Linked DNA regions of Mus musculus: region 1 is linked to region 2. Evidence: chromatin contacts called from public HiChIP or PLAC-seq data. All regions are on one chromosome and are shown on one strand. The core of a region is the stretch at or near the end of the contact, and the rest is flanking DNA. Distances in the headings are between cores, read along the strand shown.

What was found. HiChIP or PLAC-seq counts read pairs in DNA pulled down with a chosen protein or histone mark.
Region 1: a contact with region 2 is called in an H3K4me3 HiChIP or PLAC-seq map of the SCID.adh cell line, with 11 read pairs. The contact joins the enhancer-like site here to the promoter of Calhm5 in region 2. A contact is called at or near these places in 18 of 39 promoter capture datasets (the C10 cell line, the HPC-7 cell line, the SN4741 cell line and 10 more), 4 of 484 Hi-C or Micro-C datasets (bone marrow-derived macrophages, cardiomyocytes, cerebral cortex and 1 more), 17 of 115 datasets of contacts at active chromatin or transcription factors (the NIH/3T3 cell line, the SCID.adh cell line, bone marrow-derived macrophages and 9 more) and 5 of 9 other capture datasets (adipose tissue, embryonic stem cells, liver and 2 more).

What each region holds. Positions count from the first base shown.
Region 1 is chr10:34,298,355-34,305,105 of GRCm38.p6, forward strand. It overlaps Tspyl4 (TSPY-like 4), which reads left to right. Exons shown (of 1, transcript NM_030203.2): 1 at 1-2,966. The coding sequence ends at 380. It overlaps Nt5dc1 (5'-nucleotidase domain containing 1), which reads right to left. Exons shown (of 12, transcript NM_176968.5): 12 at 5,255-6,625. The coding sequence ends at 6,495. Among named protein-coding and RNA genes, the nearest start is that of Gm26564, 4.3 kb to the left of the region's middle. Within about 2 kb of position 2,202, at least 18 of the 459 cell types and tissues checked have an H3K27ac peak or open chromatin away from gene starts, as enhancers often do. A contact at or near this core is called in the SCID.adh cell line, where this site is marked.
Region 2 is chr10:34,094,844-34,100,915 of GRCm38.p6, forward strand. It overlaps Calhm5 (calcium homeostasis modulator family member 5), which reads right to left and starts at 1,676. Exons shown (of 2, transcript NM_178908.3): 1 at 1,055-1,676. The coding sequence starts at 1,594. Trappc3l (trafficking protein particle complex 3 like) reads left to right here. Exons shown (of 7, transcript NM_001162937.1): 5 at 3,921-4,106.

The DNA of each region.
Region 1 (6,751 bases), core at 952-3,451, 200 kb after region 2:
AGCCAAGAGTAGGGTGCAAATTTAAGTTCATCTTTCAAAGCAACCCCTACTTTCGAAATGAGGGGCTGGTCAAAGAATATGAGCGCAGATCCTCAGGTCGAGTGGTGTCACTCTCTACGCCAATCCGCTGGCACCGGGGTCAGGAACCCCAGGCCCACATCCACAGGAATAGGGAGGGGAACACGATTCCCAGTTTCTTCAACTGGTTCTCAGACCACAGCCTCCTAGAATTCGACAGAATAGCTGAAATTATCAAAGGGGAGCTGTGGTCCAATCCCCTACAATACTATCTGATGGGCGATGGGCCACGCCGTGGAGTTCGAGTCCCACCAAGGCAGCCAGTGGAGAGTCCCAGGTCCTTCAGGTTCCAGTCTGGCTAAGCTCTGCCCTCGTGAGAAGCTCTTGCAGAGGAGTCCTTACCACCTCCTCAGCTTGGCCAGCAGCATGCAGCCTTCTGTCTGCTTTCTCTTCCTGTTGGATTGTGTTCATTGGTTCTTCTAAGTCTCCAGTAGTTTCAAGATTGTGGCTTTCAAGTCTTTGCTCTTCTTTCTCTGGGCCATCACGATGTTCTGCATATATATATATAATGGTGTTCCAAGTGCATGGCCTTCAAACTGCTTCTATGCCAAGTCACGTGCTGTAGTCTGTACTTCGTTCTTTGCATGGCTTGGTCCCTGTCTGTGACATGATCTTTTTTTCATTTTTTTTTTTAAGTGGTTCTCTGCCACAAGAAAGCTTGACACATTCTTACCAAGAACTAGCCAGGCTTCATACTTTCTGCTGTGTTCCCGATATCTATGTACTGTGAAGAACCGTGAGTTTCACCACTGCAAGATGGAACTGTACCCCAACCCAGCCATTAGCCCAACAGGACATTCCAGGCTATTGCCAACTGATCCTAGCTGTCTTCCTGGGCCTTTGCCTTTTACCCTGCTTGTTATCTCTACAACAAGCAGGTGGCTGGTGGGTATGAGTGAAGTAACAGGCGAGGAATGTTTTCTGTCACCTCATTGGTCTTGTACCGTTGGTTGCTGTGCATTGTGATCAGCTACTGGTGAGTATGGAAGCTTGTGCAATTGCCCACTAGTTCTCTCCTGGTTGAGCTTTGCACAGGCCCAAGTGGTTCCTCAGGAACTATCTAAGGACCTAAGTTCCTAGGCAGCACACAGATACCCCCTGCTGTACCAGTTCCCATGGCTCAATTAGCTGCTGGGCAGGATCTGTAGTCTCACGTGGCAGTGCCCAAAGCAAAGCTGAAGTGGCTCCCTTCCAGTGGTTAGTTCTGAGCCCTAACCAACAAATTATTCCTTATCCAGGCACCTTTGATAGGTAACTACTCCTCTTCCTGTGTTCACACCCACTCTGGTTAAGTCAAAGTTGCCTAGGTTTGGGTAGTTAGAAATTGTTTGTGGCCCACAGGCCTTGCTATACCTTTTTCTCTTTGGCTCTTCTCTTTTCACCTCCCCCCAACCCCTTTTCTTTTTAAGGCAGTTACAGCCCAGAGACAGAAAAAACAAAAGACAGCAGGCTTTTTATTTGCTCTCCCCTTGGTTGTATGCAGGCTGGGAAAGGTACTGTAAAGTAGACTCCAAATCTCTCACTGCCCTGACTATTCCACCCTTCTCATAGCAAGGGAGACCACCTCCACTCTTCCCTCCATTCTACTAGGTGCTGTGTCTTTAAGCTCTAGTTTGGGAATCTGAGAGAAGAGAAAGAAGAGTCTCAATGACAGACCCTGTGCCTGCCCTGAGCAGTCTGTGAATGAATGCACCTAGCCCACGTTTCTAAAGGACAGCAGTTCTTTTGTGGGCCTCAGCCTGTAGAAATGACCAGAGAGCAACAATGTGCGACATCTTTGTTGTTTGCCTGATCTTGGCCCTTACCTGTCAGGTTTTGAATGTCCTTCCATGTTTCCATCCTAACAAAGAAGGAAGCAGGCTGTAGAGTGCATTGTGGGAGGGAGACCCCAAGCCTCTTCTCAGGGATGTGGGGATGTGAGGGGTCTGGATTTGCAGGACATGCTCCATTGAATTTGCAACAGCGCTGTTGTGGCTTCTGCCGCTGCAGCCCTCAGGCATTCCCTTTCTGATTGAAAGACCTTGTTGAAAGCTTCTCCAAAGCTCGTAGGTCTGGATACCTTCGTTGGAGGCTGGGAATTTTAAGAGGAGGACTAGAGGGAAGAGCCTGTTGCAGAGTGAGTTTTTCTAGGTCTGCTGAGATGATTGACACATGGAGGGAGCAGGGTTGGGGGCAGGGGTCCCTGAAGCACATTCCAGTGCAAGGAGGTGGGGGAAGGGATCAAGTGGGTTGGGATTTAAAAAGAGACGCTTGGAGGATATTCCTTAGTTTGTTCTAATTTTCAACTCCACCAGTAGATGTTAGTAAACAGATGTAAGTCTGAGTGAGCCTTGCCTGGGGAGATCAATGGTGTGCACTCCTCATTCCACTGCGCTCGATCCTAGTCCCCCCTGTCAGCTCACTGGCAGGATTGATGTTTACAAGCCTGCCTTTTACTGATCATTGAGAACAAGTGCAAACATTTGAATTTCTGTCAGTTGCAGTATGAAGACTCCTGGGAACACTCACTACTAGATTAACTTGTTCTGGTGTCTCTTCATGTATAGCTGTATTCTTAGAAGTTCAATCCGCACAATGATCTCTGAAGTCTGAAGACTTTTTGAAAACTGTTGCTATGTCTTGTAAAAGTGGTTTCCAAAAGACAAATGTAACTGTCCTACTGATATTTCTTGCTGTAGTAAGTAAGTAACACTTGGCATTATCTTCTTAACCCGTGTAAGGACTAGAACTGCTATCAACTAAACGAGGATATTAGTCCTTTGTCTTCTCCTGTGTGCTCAAAGGAAAGATAATGTTACTGTTATATTTCTCGTCTGCACCAAAAATAAATAAATAAATAATAAATAAATAAATAAACAAACAAATAAATAAATGTGAATAAAAAGCTCTATGCTGTCTGGGTGAATGTACAGTTGGGCAATGATGAAGCATTTCACTTTTATTCACAGAACAACATGAACTGAGCAGACCAAAAATGATTCTTTTTTCCTTTTTAGCCAGCAGATGAGAGACTATCTGAACTGGTTTTGAGGCTGCACAGAGAGTAACTAGGGGAGTTGGGTGTGGTGGTACAACCTGTGACTCCAGCTCTTGGGGGCCGAGGGAGGAGGAGCTGGAGTTCAAAGCCAGCCTGGGCTCTAAAGCAATGCACAGGCAGCTGAGCTATGCACAAGGTATACAATAAATATGTACATACATAGCATAAATCTTATATAAGGACTGTATCAAAGGTAGGAAGGAAATTAGGATCTGAAATGGAGGAAGAAAAACAAATGCAAGGGAATGGAGCAGGCCCAGGGCTGCAGGAACGAACCAGCTGTTTTCACAAGTGACATCAGGGTCTAATTTCCAAAGATAAAGCAGAACGACGCCATGTTAACCTGCGGCAAGTGAGTGGCGCTGTCTCCTCAGAAGGACAATACCTTTGTCAGATTAAAGCTGAAAATAAAGGGAATGGTGGCACATTCCGACTACCTCTAGGACAGGAAAAAGGCAGAGACCACCAGAGATGGTCCACTTGCAAAAGAAAGCAGGGTTTCTCTCACATCTCTGGGACCAGAAGTAATTATAGTCAGCACGACCTGCCTCAGACTACCCAGTTACTTAACAGAAATTTTTGATTTAACAGAAAATTTGGTACATTTGCTTACTTGACTAAAAATATTTGGTTCTTCATTTTCCTGAACAATATAGCATCCATACCTTAATACCGGTAATGTATTAAGGTATGGATGAGAAAACTCTTTCTTGAAACTCAAGTTGTGCAATATTTTAGGTGTTTAGATATTATTTCAGTCACAGACTTGTATTTTGAGTATTCCTGTTAACTAGTTTGTCTTTCAAGACAGGGTGTCACCAGGTGTGTAGCCCAGGCAGATCTCCAACTCTTGATCCTCCTGCTTCTAGCTCCCTAAGTGCCAGTATTACAGGTATGTACATCTGACTACTCCTTTCAAAGCACCACACTGTTGCAGGACATAAAGCAGCACTCACAGATTCCACGATGTTTGTTTCGGAAGGCTATTTTAAGCCCCTTAAGAAAAAGACTTACACCAGTGGCGACACTGTTAGCATAACTGGAAACGTTGATTCACAGGTATTTTTCCACTGGCAACAAACAGTATAAACAGTGATAAACATTGGTACAGGTCCTTAGGATATGACCCCCTCCACCCCCAACTAGTGCTGGTGTCATTAAGTTCTATGCTTTTTTAGTGCATGTAGCGATGAAAGAAGGAACACGAGCTAGAAAGAAAGCTCAGTAGTTCGAAGCACTCGTTGCACTTGCAGAGGACTCCGGTTTGCTTCCTGGCAGCCATTTCTAGTGGCTCACAAGCATTTATAATCCAGCTTCACAGGCCGTCTTCTGGCCGACATGGGCAGTGACATGCACGCGTACAAACAGACAAGCAGGCACACACATAAATAAAAATGATATAGTACAAAGAATAAACAGCTTTTCATTAATGTTGTTTTTAATCAGAAATGCTTTATTCATGGGTTTCGGAGGTTAACCTCGGGTCACCGGTCTCGTGCAGCAAGCACTTTTATCCACAAAGCCATCTTGCCAGCCCTACGTTCACCTCTCCTACCTAGTTAGAAACACTGACAATTTTTATGAACCATGAGATAAAACTTAACTGTAGCTCAATATTCATACAGAAGCAGTCACTAGAGGCAGCAGTGACAGGTCAGCAGGTGAGACACGGGGCAAGGCACTCTAAACTCCAGCTCTCTTTGTAAGATGGAAAAGACAAGGTTGGAGGAGACAGCATCTTCCCTCGCAGTCTTTAGATGGGAACTGGGGAAGGACTTTTTAAGTTACTTTCCCTGCTCTTTAGTGGGCAAAGGAAGTACAATTAACTTTTAAATTCGGGCTTCTAAATTCTTAAACCAACAACCATTTATAAGTGTTGAAACATGCATTCTTGGGTCTCAAGATGGCTCCGTGGGTAAAGGCACTTGCCCCAAGTGTGACTGACCTAAGCTTAATCACTGGGACACATATAGTAGAGAAAAAGAATACACACACACACACACAGGAGCACAGGTATTCACACATAGGCACACACACAGATACTCACACATACTTGTAGGCACACACACAGGTAGGCACAGGCACACATTAAAAACACAGACAGATATAAATGAAAAAATATTCAATAATACAAACATCTATAAGGAAAAATAGCTTTATTTTAAAGCAAAGTGAATTCTCTACTTAAAGCACATAATAGATAGATAAGAGCATTTATTTGGCCCTAGGCTTGATTGCATGCGCTCATTATAATACTCTAATGACATTTTGGATATCAAATATATCTCTGTATATGTATTCTTATTGATCAATATCAAATATACTGATAGTAAAGAAATAAGTTCTGTTTCCTTTTTAATTACCCTGAGAAACACATCTTCATAGTACAGTTAGGATTTATCTGAATATTTGGAAATTTTAAGAAAATAAAATTTTCAGTGCACATGTTAATATGCTAAATTCCAAGACAAAAATAATGATAATATTTTCTAATCCCATCCATTTATGTACAGTGAAGTTAACAGGCAAAAGAGGACCCAGGAACTTATAAAACATCAACTGAATCTGAATATCTTATATATACATGATCTGATGCACATGTTAACTTATCAAAACCACACAGAGCACAACATATCCTAACCTGAAGTGTACCTAAGCAACTGTGTCTTCCAGCTCCCTTTCCAAGGACAAAGCTGAATTTAATAGGTATAAATTTAACTCTTCCTAATGTGAGAAATTAATACTAAGGAACGAGGTAATATTATCTTAACAAATCATGTCTCTTTATGTATTTTGGGGGAAAAAAGAAATAGCAAAAAGCCTAATAGCCTGGAACAATAACCTAGACTTTGGTGTTATCAATTCAGATTACACTTTCAATTAAAAGTATGAATACTCAGAACAGGGTTTACTTACTAGGTCTCAAATCATAATAGAGCATTCGATTTACTGGAAGTTTGCTTAAAAGCCATTGCTGGCCCCACTCCCAAAGTTTCTGATTTCGTAGGTTTGGGAGGAAGCACTCAGATTTGCATTTTCAAGTTCTATGCTGCTCTGCTATTAGACTGTGGACAGGCTTGGAAACTGCTGGACCAGGTAGATGCATGTATTTGTCTATCACCTTGGAAGAATCCTCAAAACGGCCAGCATAGAAAAGATCAGTCATGTTCTCTTTTAGTCTAGGGTACTAAAAATATTAATATAATAAGAACTGTTAAACATTAAAAGGATTTATATAAAATTACTTATATTTTAAAAAGACAGACTGACAAGTGTCCATTTGGTCAATTTTCATTGAAAAATTGTTCTTACAAAACATTTGCATTGTTGTGGAAAACTAACATTTTTTAAACAGTATGTCTACTGAACATAGGTTGGTTCATTTTTCAGTAGATATTATTTTGCTGTCTGTGTCTTGAGAACCCAAGGTATGATGGACCAAGGGATAGTAACCAGCCATTTTTGAATTGTTTGTAGAAAATCTTGTAAATTTGTAGTCCAGGGGTAACTCTGTGAGGACGGGAAGGAGAAAAATGATTTGTTTTATAAGCCCTCAAACTCCTTTCATAAATACAAATAGATTAAAATCCAGTGTTTGATAAGCTGAACAAGGACAACAATAACAGTCACATTAAA
Region 2 (6,072 bases), core at 426-2,925:
AGTTTATTTAGGGAAACTCTTTGATTTAATAGCTTATGGAGAATATAACCTTACTAGTAACCATCCTATATTGTAGAAGCCAACTTTGCTTTAATGTGTTTGCTGTAAGGGCAAGCCCTTGCAAAAACAGTAAAATTAGTATGTGCCTGTGCATTTATCCAGAAACCAACACTATTCCTGAGAAAGGATGGCTCTTTTAATTTACTCCTACCTCTTTTGGCCCCCGAAATAAGAAATGAGCTTCACTGCAAGGCTAGGCTAGGACTAGGCACCTGGATCTGTGTTCAAATACTTGGCAAGGTAACAAGTTCCTTCATTGTATTGATTAGTTGAAGCTGGAAATTACTGCCCACAAGGAAAACAATTCTCCAAATTCTGAGCTTCTAAAGTAGCATGAGAATTGACTTAGTCATACAGCACAGAGAGCAAAAGCCATAAACTGCCCCAGGGAATGTGGTCACACTTTACCAAAGACCATTTAAAGACTGATCAGTCCCATCTTATTCGGGGAACTCTCAATCTTGACAGCACTCATGCATAGAAATACCAGTTACCACTGTGGTTACTCAAGGAAATCTCTATGCTAATTATACCCCAAGAGACTTTGAAAAGTGGTCACTGATTTGGCTCAGCTCTATTTCAGTGGATGAATAAGATGTGTCTGTGTTTTCTGAGACATCGGCTTGAAAATAAATAATTGATAGGAGACAGTAGTGCTTAATTACAGCTCAGGTTTAGCACTCAGTGGATGACATTGTGTTCTGCATTATTTAGAGTCAACCCAGAGAGAGAGAGAGAGTTTTGAGCACTTAAGTATTTACATATGCATAACCCAGAGGATATTTTCTCTTTGGAAATGGAGACTACACAATCCAATCAGCAATTTTACTGAGCCATCTTGTCCCTAAAAAGCTTTTCCTGAGATTCTCTTAATGCTACATCATGTTCCAATTTCCACTTAGTGTCAAAAGTATCCTGGCAAGACTCAGACTCTGACGGATGAAAGGAAGCCAGAGAAGTTCCCACTAGGAGCAAAAGGCATGTTTGTCCTTACCTGAGACTGGGCCTGCAGGGATAGCCTCACTTCTTCACTCTCCATAGCGGCCATGCTACTTTTACCACAGGAGACTTTGTGCAGTTCTTCCCAGCACTCTTTGGGCTTGCCCTTGCAAATCATCTCCAGGAGCCTTGTGCTTCTTGTCCCGCTCATAGCACATTCATAAAACGTCCCATTAAGCAAAGCCACAGAGAGCCACATCACCGGAGCCACCAGTGAACTCAGTATGATATGGCCCAGGACGTAGAAGAAGCGGCAGCAGCGTCTCCTGGGAAATATTTTTTTTGGGTTCATACAGCAGCCAGTGAAGAGTCTCCATGCCTTGTTATTCAGAAAGAAGCCAAGGATCAGTAACACCCAGGCAGGGGCGAAGAGAAAAACCAGCCCATAGGCAGTATTCTCAACGCTGCAGGGGCACTTAAATGCCACCAGCGAGAAGAGACGTTCGCTACCCACGGTGAGCAAAGCCATGAAGCTGTAGCCAATAGCAGTTTTTTGGTTAAGAAAGAATTTTAAGATGCTCTGAAAGGCATCCATGTTGGAGACACACACACACACACACACACACACGCGAAGAGGGAAAGACGTTTGCCTTGGTTTTAGCACAGCAACTGTGGCTGAGGCTGAGGGTGGAGCTCTTTCAAAACAGCAATCCTGCTCAGTCTGCATCGAGCCAGATAAGGAAACAATGTCATTCCCCAGGAATGCTTTATTTCCCAACAACGTTCAGATAATGCCTCCTACTGGTGGTTGCTGACACTTGAGGGTAGCCAAAGAAGCTGAAAAGTAAACGCAAGTTCCTTTTAATAGTCTTTGCACGTGCTTTTGATTCCAAATCGAAAATGCTCATACAAATTATAAGTATAGAAATTGTCCAGTGGGGGGCTCAGTGCTTCTAGAAATGTGTTTCAGCCACTGACTGGTAGCCAAAGCCAGTCTCCAGACCCAGTGTTTCATGATCGGTTTCTTCTCTTGCTCTGTGCCCTAAGATTTAGTAGACAGGAGTTCTGACTTCCTAAAAGGGTTTTCTTCATTAGAGACCTGAAACATATGGGGTGGGGTTTTTAGAATTTGTGTGAGAAGTCTAATAACTACAGGGGCTTTAGAGAAAAGGAGGCATCCTCGTTTCTCTTCATGTAACGTCTTGATTCACATCATGATAGGTTTTGTTTTTCTTTTTCTTTTTGGTGGGAGGGGAAGTCACAAAGAAAATCTTTCTAAAACAGATGCCAAACCTGAGTTAGGATATCTTCGGGGCTCCAAACCACCCACCACTTGGTCATATGGACCATCGCTGAACCTCGGCATGGTGTTTCATACCAGAACATGTTTCACTCTGTTCACTTAGCAAATGCTAGCTGACTCCAGGTTGTTTTCTAGGACTGAACATAGTGTCACGTGTAGATTAGAAACTCACTCAGAAGTTTGATTTGCAGGTAGCTACTGAATTTGCAACGTAGTAGGATTGTTCAAGATAGGCAGTCCTCCTGTCTATTCAATCAACCAATGAGCACATGAATGAACATTTTTGTACTTCACATTATAAATGATTTAAGAAAATTGCTTCCATTTCTCTCCTACACTGCTCTTAATTTAAACATTAAGTTAATTCACACCTCTGAATGACGGCAGCACATCCAGTTGTCAGATTTCCATGAATAAGTGTAAGAAGCTTCGCCTAGGTGTTTTGTGAAAGGCCTTGGATTAGGAGTCAAGCAAGTAAAAGGCTACAGTCTTTGCTGTTATATTCGTGCTTCTCTAAAGAGCAGATTATACATTTGTGAGAGTTATGGCTTAGAAGAAATAGAGGGGCCAGCAAGATGGCTGTATGGGTAAAGGTGTTTTTCTCTAAGCCTGACTACCTGACCACTAGCCTCAAACCCACACAGTACAAGGGGAGACCCAGCTTCTAGTTGTTCTCTGACCTTATGCCATCCACACAGGCATAGACAAGCTAGCAAGCAAACAAATGTGAAATAATGTTTCAAAACGAAGTGAGTCCTAAACTGCTTAAGCACAGCTTGAAAACAAACGAAGAAAAAGGAGAGTGAAGGAGGCTAAGGTTTCTTGTTTCTAGGTTGTAGGGACTTTTGAGCCCTGTACCACAACAGCCACTTTTGAAAACTCAATTATCACACATTAATGTTGTCCCCACCACTTTCTCTTGCTCCTCCTCGAAGAGTTGACGTCTACAGTATGATTATGATAATTTTGTATGTTCAAAAACATGTTCTGGGGCCTAGACTGCCCAAAGCATACCCTCCTTAGACCAGTGATCCCCTGTCGTGGAACATGTGCCCAGGGTCACTTTAACTCTAAATTCTATGTTTTACTATGATCCGTGTGGCATATTTCATGCTGCTGTGTTGATGATTAATGATATTTTTGATTCTCAACATCCTAAAGCCTATGTGTTTTCTATGAGGGTTACTGGAAATCATTTTGTTTGTCTGTTTGGATTGCTTTAGTTTGACTTGGTTTGGTTTTTGAGACAACGACCTCTGTGTAACAGACCTGACTCCTGGAACTCTGTAGACCAGGCTGGCCTTGAAGTCACAGAAATCTACCTGCCTTTGCCTCCCAAAGGCTGGGGTGTGCGACCATGTCTGGCTAGAAATAATATATTTTACAAACTGTATTGTTCCACGAACATCAGCACTTTAGGATAGTCTATAAAAATAAAAAAAAAATAATTTAAAAGCCGCACATGGCATAAGGTCAGTAAACTGCAAAGATAACTGTGAGCCCAGACATCCTGACTGCCTGCTCAGCTTGGCAAGCTCACCACTGCTGTGATGCTATTGGCTTGTCTGAATAAGCTTCTGTTGAGACTAAGTGCTATAATTTTCTTTCTGTTTATCAGGTTGCTTTTAAGATGTACTTGGGAATTACACCAAGTGTGACCTGCCACAATTCAAGCAGAAATGAATTTTCCCTGATTCTACACAAGAATCCTCTGGCAGAGTTCGTCGAAGAGCTGCCTGCTGGGCGATCTGCACTGTGCTACTGCAATTTGCTCTGTGGGATCATCAGAGGGGCCCTGGAGATGGTAAAGCATGCGTTTCATCATGGCTTGCATGTTAGCCATCCAGAGCTGCCCTCAATGTGTAACAACTTCAAATGAATGCACAGTCTCTAAAGGTGGGAAATCCTAGACCAAGTAAGGCTTGTTACTACACGCCAGTGATCTCAGCGACCTGGGAGGTAAGGTAGGAGGGTCAGGATTGTAAGGCCAAGGCCAAGTCTGTGCTGTAGAAATTGAATTCAGCCTCATCCTGGGAAATTCAGTAAGATCCTATATTAAATTCTTAAAAATGAAATGGAACACTGAGGAGTTTGCTGAAGAAAAGGAAAAAAAAAGATCTGGGAGATGGCTCCGTACATGCCATTTAGCTGAACAACCTGACTTCAGTCTTTAGAACACACATTAGGCAAGGGCAGAGCTGATTCCAGCAAATTGTCTTGGAACTTTCATTCATACTGTACTGTACATGTGCATGTGTAAACATGCACACACTGAATTAATTAATTAATTAAAAAAAAAAAGAATTCCAGGAGTCAAGAGCACTTCAGGTAGCTATGGCTGATGATCTCTGGGAAACCGAATTTACATGCAGCCTCAGCTGGAGCCCTTTTAGACTTGCTCATGGTAGAGAAGCTATTCACATCTTCACTCTGCCTCAGTGCCTTGCGGGCCACTGTGCAGAGTCTACATAAAGTTCCTTACCACACAGACCTCTTTCTAGATCTAATCACAGCATGGCAGTCTGAGCTGCCAACCTTGGTGCTGTGTGGGAGGAGAATAGAGAGGGTATGTGTTACAAGAGACATAGCTCAATGCAGGTCATTTCTGAGGCTGACTTCCACAGCTGAATTATTCATTGGATTAGCTGAGACAGTTATTAACATCCATAAAATGTCAGGCACTAAACTTGCAAAGATGGATGAAATACACAACTTTTTGCTACACATAGAGAATCTCCTGTCTAGTTCAAGAAGTCGTGTGCAAAGAACTGTGATAAAAGGCTGGTGCAGGGGTTGGGGGATTCTAAAGTAAGAGAGAATCCATAGAGTCATGAATGAAACTCTGAACTGGCTTTTTGAAGGAACAATAGTAGTTGGGTGAAGGGCTTGGTAAGAAGAATAGGACAAAAACAACTCAGGTAGAAGGATCAGACTTCTCAAAATGAAAGAACCAGACTACAGTGGGAAAGTCTTAAATTCTTTAATGATAAAAGAAGGGATCCACATGACAAGCCTAGAAATCCAGTCTTCTATGTTGAAAATATCAGAGTAAATGCAGATTCCTAACCAAGGAAAGGAAAGTTTGAAGTTTGTGTTCTAGGTATCACATTCCCTTGTCAATCAGGAGGGTATACATGGAAGGGAAAATGCTGAGGGAGTGGGGAGAACAGATGATGCTGGTGACCTTGAGTGGAATCAGAAGAAATCCTTGACAGTAGTAATCAAGAGGCGACACACTGAGACAGTATGTGTCAAGGTAGAACAAACCAAACTCAGGTGTCACCTGGGTGAAAAGGTCAAAGTGGAAAAAAGAAAGATAGAAAAATAATCTTCAACTTTCTGAACAACCCTTAGGAATAAAGTTACACTATTAACCAGTAGAACAAAACTAAGATGGTTGGCATTGATAAAGGAGAATGAGCTCAATTTTGAACCTGATAGTATTGATTACAGGTGTTTGCTACAATGCCTTGCCCAAGTAATTTTTATGTGACTGCAGAACATTACTGAAGAGGCATCAGTACAGACAGAAAAACCTAAGGAGAATCTGTATAGCAGAAAGAAAAGGGAGCATGAATAGAACGCTTGGAAAAGGCACAATAGTGTGACATTAAACAGGGCACACAAAGACTACGAAGAAAATAAATAAATAAATAAATAAATAAATAAATAAATAAGATAAAGAATAAAGGCTAAAAGTTCTCAGAAGTAGGAAAATGCTACAGAGCTCTAGAGTCACAGAAACCAGGAAGTAGAATATTCCAAGATTA